Linked DNA regions of Mus musculus: region 1 is linked to region 2. Evidence: chromatin contacts called from public promoter capture Hi-C data. All regions are on one chromosome and are shown on one strand. The core of a region is the stretch at or near the end of the contact, and the rest is flanking DNA. Distances in the headings are between cores, read along the strand shown.

Region 1 (3,507 bases), core at 212-2,711, 5.3 Mb after region 2:
CCCAGCACAGAGGCAGCTGGTTATCTGTGAGTTCTGGGCCAGCCTGGGCTACAAAGCAAGTGCCAGGACAGTCAAGAATAGACTCCCTACAATCTAGATACAATCTAGAGAAAAGATACATAGATACATACATAAGTAACGCTTGATACTCAAACGTCGACTAACACCTCTAGATCACTATTTCTCAAAGTACAACCTATGGAAAACTTGTATCAAAATAAGAATCTGCAGAGACATGTATTTAAAAACACAAATCCCTGGACACTTTCCCTAACAAAACTACAATTCCTATGGTTGTAAAAAGGAGAATAGCCTCTAGGAAGTTACAGATAAATAAGTAGTAGCAGCAAGCAACAGTAAGCGCACTAAATCACTTGCCCTCAATAAATTGTAGCATGATCCAGGACCCGAGTATTTGAAACTGCTAACTGAATGTGGAAATTTTTCTCTCCCAAGAAATGATTCTGCGTCAGAAGGAAAAAGGGAGTTGGGGACTTTCCAAGGAGGTGTGGCTTCTCAGCGAACACGTTTACTAAAGGTAAGGTTTGGGAAGGAAGGACAACTTGAACCTTCAGAGCAGGAGCCAGAGATGTATGGGCGGAGAACATCCGAGCCTGAGCTGCGGACGCCTAGGCCAGCCCACAGTGCCGCGGCTAAGGCGCGGAAGGAAAGGGGGCATCCTCGGGTCCCCGCGTGGACGGCCGCTCTAGGTGCAGACCGGCAGGAGGTGGCTGGCTAGCCGGAGTGACAGAGGGTTGCGCCAATGGCAGCCTCAACAAGAAGGAACCGGGTGCGAGAGGGTGCCGCCGATCCCACCTGCATCAAGCTCCAGCTGGTAGCAGGGCAGCGGTTCGAGAGACAGCTTGTAGCCCTCGAAGCGGGGATCCAGCAGAGGTCTTTTCACCCGCAGAGAGCAATTGGCCGCCTCCATCGCGTTCCCCCGATCCCAGCAAGAGAATCAATAAAGCTCTTGTTGAAAGGTCCGCGCTTCACTCCTGGAACTGAGGCTGGGAAACGGCGTGGTTCCCATCCCAGACGACTCTGCGGCGCCACGTCTCTTCTGGGAAGTGTAGTGTCCATGAGAAATTTGGTTCTGTTGCAATGCTGGGAAATGTAGTTTTTTGATCCCTGAACCCACGTCAGCTAACAGACTCTGGACTTCCTTACCCAGAGGGCCGAGCGACCAGAAGGCGGCCCGCGCTAGTTGAATTCTCACATTATAGGCAGGGTGGCCAGATCCCGCCCCGGAAATGCGTGGTCTAGCTTTCTGTGTGCTTAGGTGCCCGAGCTACTGAGGGTCTAAGTCCGGGCAGCCGAAGAGTGTGGTAGGTAACGGTCGTCAGCGCAAGGGTCATTTCGTCGCTGGGAAGGGACGGCCCTCGCCCGCGGTGATGGTGGTGAGCTATGCCCGTGGTCCTCAGGGCCGGGACCCGGGCCCAGCCCAGGCTCCTTTCGATGTGCTGTCTTTCGTTAGCTTCCCCGACCCGCGCTCGCTCGCTCGCTCGCTCGCGGGCCTGTAGGGCTCTCCGACAGGGCGTGCTGCTGGAGTTGGCCGGGAGCCAGTCCCCGCTTTGTTTTCTGGCTCCTCCCCTCCCGCCTCTCCAGCTGTCTGCGCCGTGTTGCATTTTCCTAAAGAATGTCAGAACCGGGAGGGAGTCCCTAGCGCCCTGGTTTTACCAGTGAGAAAACTGAGGCCTTTAGGCATTAAGTGACTTGCCCAAGGTCACTATCCGTGATTTTAGGGGCCAAGACGAGACGAAGTTTTGCTGTTCTTGCTATGACACTGTCTAAACTTTTGCAGTTAATTTGGAAATGTTAAGCCCCAACTACAGAAGTAAAGCGTTGCCTAGTTATTAACCCTCTGTTCACCTGCTTCTTGCGCAGCCCAACTCTGAAAATTCTTTGTAGTCTGAATTTCCATACAGACAAGACGGAGAATTACAAAAGAAGATTCACACTAAGTAGGAAAACATTAACTTAAACCTGACTTTTAAATGGCAAAAATGCGCTCAAAAGTTAACCTTGCTTTTTTTTTTTTTCCCCTACACCTATTTTGGCATTGGTTGTCTGTTTTTTATTGAAAATGAAGAATTTCTCAAAGACTAGTTTGAAATTCGTTTTCTTACTTACCCTTCAGAAATAAGGATATGAAATCCAAAGCTAGGGTAGCAGTTGTAATTCTCCGTGAAGTTTATTGGGTAAAGCAAGCACATAGTCTTATTTCATTTTTCATAGTCGTATCTTTTATTAGTGTGCATGCTATGGCTTACCCAGAAATTGAATGCAGTTAAGATGCAGAAATGAACGCCAGTCAGATATTAGTGTACAATTAAATAAGGTGGGACTCCAAGTACCTGACTTCACATTCTGTCTCTGTGCCTCAGTGTTCTCATCTGTAAAATGGAATTGTGTCATTAGAGCAAATTTGGGGGTTAAATATTCTCAGTTTTAGGTACATAAGTGCTTAATGGTATTATAATAGTAGTTATTCCCTTTTTAAAAAGACAAAGAAAATAAACAATAAAGAGCTTATGAGGGAAGGGAATTGGGATACAGGAAATAGTACTAAGAATAATAATACCATGTAAGGTACTTAAAATTATCATCCTTTCCTTATTATAATGTTCAATGTATTAGGATGATTGTCTAGAGAGGTCTTAGAAGGAAACACTTTTCTAAATATTATGTATCTCAAAATGCATGTTGATGTCCAGGTTAGCAAGATGAACAAAGATGCGCAGATGAGAGCAGCGATTAACCAAAAGTTAATAGAAACTGGAGAAAGAGAACGGTGAGTAATAAATTGTATCAATAAAGTAGGTTTTACCATCTTTAATAATTATATTGGAGGAATTTCAAGTGTCAAGGGCCAAAACATACCTGGAAAGAATTACAGAAAAGTAAAGCTTATCAGAGTTTCTATTCTTAACATCTGTAATAGTTTGAATCAGCATTACCAGATTCGGAAGTGTCATATACAAAGATAAGCAATCAGTGACACTGCTAAGGCATTTTTAACAAAGTGGAAAAGAGACCGCAAAGACACAAATATCTACAGCTGGAGAATATTACCCAGGTTTTATTATAGAACTGTGTTTAATTACCTCAGGCCCTTAACTCTGGGGCAGCATGTGCTGTTACTATTTTCTGAAGGACTTTCTTGTTCCTCTTATTTAAATACTCAGCTATGTATCTTCAAATTCCAGCTCTTGTATCCACTCCCTACTCCATTAGCTTATGGTCTTCAGTGTGATCCACCCTCCATGACAGAGATACCTTTGTATTCCCATTGTATAATGCTATGCTCAAAACCTAATTTAAGGAGCAAACGTTTAAAGAAAGGGCTGAGAAACAAACAGAATGGCTCTCAGAGCAGGGTAATCAAGTGTACAAAGGAATGTCAGGAACTGTGGAGTTGCTTCCATTTTACCTGGAGGTGTTTGAGTAAATTTCAGTAATAAAAGAATTTCACCTAGTGTGGAAGAAGAATCTGCAGTCCCCAAGGTC
Region 2 (3,439 bases), core at 670-3,169:
TACCATCTTGTGACTTGGACAACTTACTCAACCCCTACCATTATCAGCTTCATAAAGGTCATAATAAATGCCTATTATACATTCAATCAAAGTTAGTTATCAATGTTTGCAACTATTATAACAATTATTTATAGTTGCATATCAAACTCCATGGAATTATTTCTCTGCGGTGTCTTTTCTAGAATACACTCCACAGGTACCACACATTCTCCACCACGGAATGTCTTGTCTCCTCTAGCTGTCAAAATATTAATCCTGTTGAGGACTTTAATATGGAACCTTTACAGATACATACAAGCCACCTATGTTTATTTTTTTAATATTTACTTTATCATTTCATATTTCATATGTGCCCCTGGGTGGGTATGTGCATGTGCTGGCAGAGTCCAGAGATGTTAGGTTTCCTTGAAGCCAGAATTATAGACAGTTGGGAGCCACCTGCTCAAAGTGGGTGCTGAGAACTCAATGTGGGTCCTGTGGAAAGGCTAAGTCATCTCTCCAGCCCCAGCTTTCCTTATATAGTCTTTTTATATAGCCTATTTGTGCTCTTATTTTGTATTTGAATTTATTCTACTTAGCAACTGATTTCATGTTGTGTAGAATCCTTTTATATATCTTAGGGTAATTACATTTTTAAGTTTCCTAACGATAAGAAACTGTTGGTACTTCTTAGTTCGACTCCACTGTTCAACATTAAGACACATACATCAAGTAAATCGAATAAAATTAGAATGCTCTACTAAATCCATCTCTAAAGATTTGATTTTCTGGAAAAATTTAGTTTGTAATAAATGAAATAACAGAAATGGTTTCTAAATAGTTACCAAGGCTCACCTATGTAATGCAACTTGGTATTAATTCCTAAAATGCCGTGCTAATTTCCATATACTTAATTCACACTTTAATACAGTTATTTAGAGTGTAGAAGCTCCTCCTTCCTTCACCAGACAATGCATATTTTTAAATACTGCAAACTAAAGAAACTTTAGTGAATATTTTAATCCCAAACTATGACCTTACTCTCCGAAGGTGACAAAGCACCGGCTCACACACTTGTACTTTCGTCTGACTTTATACAGCCAAACACGTGGCTGCCCTAAGACTTCAAATTACCCCAAAGAGTGAATGACTCGTGAACATGAGGGTCAAATGTGACAACCTCCTTTCTCTCAAACTTCACCCACTTTCCCTATCCTTTATGGTTAGGAGACACAGGGAAAGCCGGGGTCCCCTTCCTAAATCCTAGCTCCAGGTAACGCAGGGTGCACAGCATCATCTTAGGGGCTCTCCCCCTTGTAGTAGAGTCTGGGGAGACTAATGTCTCTTCTGCGTGTAAGTGCTTCGCTGGGGCTGGCAGCAAGGGAAGCCGCCCGGGACGTGGGCAGGCTCTTACCAGCGAAGCGGATCTTCACGAGGTCGAGCGGGTGCAGCGCCAGGTTGGACAAGACCCCGCCACTCACGCCAGCCACCAGGTTCTCGTACCGGACGTGGCGGAACACCGCGCTCCACGCCGCCGACCCGGCAGCCGACTGGCCCTGGCCTGTCATGGGCTCCGGGTTCGTCGACACTACGGCGTCCAGCGCCGCCGACGTGGGGCGTGATGTAGTGGCCGCCACCGTGGCGACTGTCGCGGCCCGGGGCCTGGAACCGCAGGACGCGAGCCCACTTCCGGGACCGGAGCCCGGGACGCTGCTGCAGGCAAGTCACACCCGCGGCAAAGCGGGGAGTAGGAGAAACCTCAGAGCGGAGCTTGCTTAGCCCCGCCCAGCAGGCCTGGCCCCGCCCACAGCTGCGCGCGCTCGCCCTCGGGTCAAGACGCGAGCGACAGCTGAAGGACCGCCCCCTCCAGCTCCTAGCCGGAGAGACTACGGAACGCCGCGAGGTCCAGCTGAGCCATCCGGCTGCCACTCTGCGGAGCCACGTGACAGGAAGCCCGCGGAAGGCGGAAGTAGTGTGTCTGCGTGCTGGCCCCGGTAAGTCGAGCCCGGTTTAAAGGCTCGTGGAGTCCGACACCCAGAGCCGCCAAGATGAAGGTGAAAATGCTGAGCCGAAACCCTGACAACTATGTCCGCGAAACCAAGCTGGACATACAAAGAGGTGAGAGGAACTGGAACAGAGGAAGGGGCCTCCTCCCGGATTCTTTGGGTCTGGCCAGCTTTCGAGCAGTAAAAGGGGCGGGAGGCCAGCGCTCTGGTCTCGGTTTCCCTCTCCGCCTAGGCGGCTGCGTCCACACGGGGCTGGTGAGGATCAGAACTGCAGATGGCACATACCTCTACGTCCTTTGTGAGAATTTTCCTCTAGTGGGAAGTAGTTACGTATACACGCCTTTAATCCCAGCACTTGGGAGGCAGAGGCAGGCGGATTTCTGAGTTCAAGGCCAGCCTGGTCTACAGAGTGAGTTCCAGGACAGCCGGGGCTACAGAGAGAAACCCTGTCTGCGTTACTAAAGGTTCTCTCTCCTCCCCCTAGCATTGCTAACGTGTGGTATATGGCCCCCCCCCCCAGCTCCCAAGGTGTTTTACATGGTAATAATTTCTTTTCTTTTTTTTTTTTTTGGTAATATTTCTTAAATGAAAAGTAGATTTGTCCCCAGAGTTTGACGTTAATTATTTTGAATCTTTGAACCTCATTACTTTTTTTTTTCTTCCACTTTCACCAAACAGTGCATTGCTGGATGGAGCTGTCATGGTTTATAGTGCTTGGCCCAGGGAGTGGCCTTGTTGGAGTAGGTGTGTCACTGTGGGTGAGAGCTTTAATACCCTAGTCCTAGCTGCCTAGCAGAAAGTATTCTCCTAGCAGCCTTCAGATGAAGCTGTAGAACAACTCTCAGCTCCTCCTGCACCATGCCTGCCTAGATTTTACCATGTTCTCACCTTGATGATAATGGACTGAACCTCTGAACCTGTAAGCCAGCCCCAACTAAATGTTGTCCTTATAAGAGTTGCCTTGGTCGTGGTGTCTGCTCACAGCAGTAAAACCCTAACTAAGACAGTGGCTTACGTTACCCTTGCCAATGTGGGTGCATTTCAGGCTTTGTCTTGGAGCTATACTTATGTACGTATCTTTACATACTTATCCCTACAAGTGCCCTCCATCCTGCGCATCAGTGTCCTCTTCTGTGTTTTCAGTACACATTGTTTGGATTTGTCAGTGCTTATCACATTATCTCATGGTTCATGCTGATTAGCAGGCTTTCCTATCAGCTTGAAAAGAGAGGAAAGAATCCTATTCCTATATGCAGTGTTTAGACAATAACTCACATAAATAGCTACTTTGTAAGTATCGGAATGAATGAATGAATGGGTGACAGCTGGGACACAGAATCTTATGCTAGGAGATACAACTCTACTTTATAGTAACATCTTTTTTCAACAGTATCTCCCTATTTTTATTTATTTATTTATTTGTGTTGTTTTGTTTTTGTTTTTTCGTTTTTCTC

The links. Promoter capture Hi-C pulls out the DNA fragments that hold promoters and counts their contacts.
Region 1: a promoter capture Hi-C map of pre-B cells shows a contact between it and region 2, with 4 times the contacts expected there. The contact joins the promoter of Nudcd1 here to the promoter of Dcaf13 in region 2. A contact is called at or near these places in 2 of 39 promoter capture datasets (liver and pre-B cells) and 1 of 484 Hi-C or Micro-C datasets (CD4 T cells).

What each region holds. Positions count from the first base shown.
Region 1 is chr15:44,426,846-44,430,352 of GRCm38.p6, forward strand. It overlaps Nudcd1 (NudC domain containing 1), which reads right to left and starts at 1,462. Exons shown (of 10, transcript NM_001113554.1): 1 at 817-1,462. The coding sequence starts at 931. Eny2 (ENY2 transcription and export complex 2 subunit) reads left to right here and starts at 1,266. Exons shown (of 5, transcript NM_175009.3): 1 at 1,266-1,397; 2 at 2,715-2,791. The coding sequence starts at 1,392.
Region 2 is chr15:39,110,955-39,114,393 of GRCm38.p6, forward strand. It overlaps Dcaf13 (DDB1 and CUL4 associated factor 13), which reads left to right and starts at 1,920. Exons shown (of 11, transcript NM_198606.2): 1 at 1,920-2,097. The coding sequence starts at 2,028. It overlaps Slc25a32 (solute carrier family 25, member 32), which reads right to left and starts at 1,762. Exons shown (of 7, transcript NM_172402.3): 1 at 1,394-1,762. The coding sequence starts at 1,547.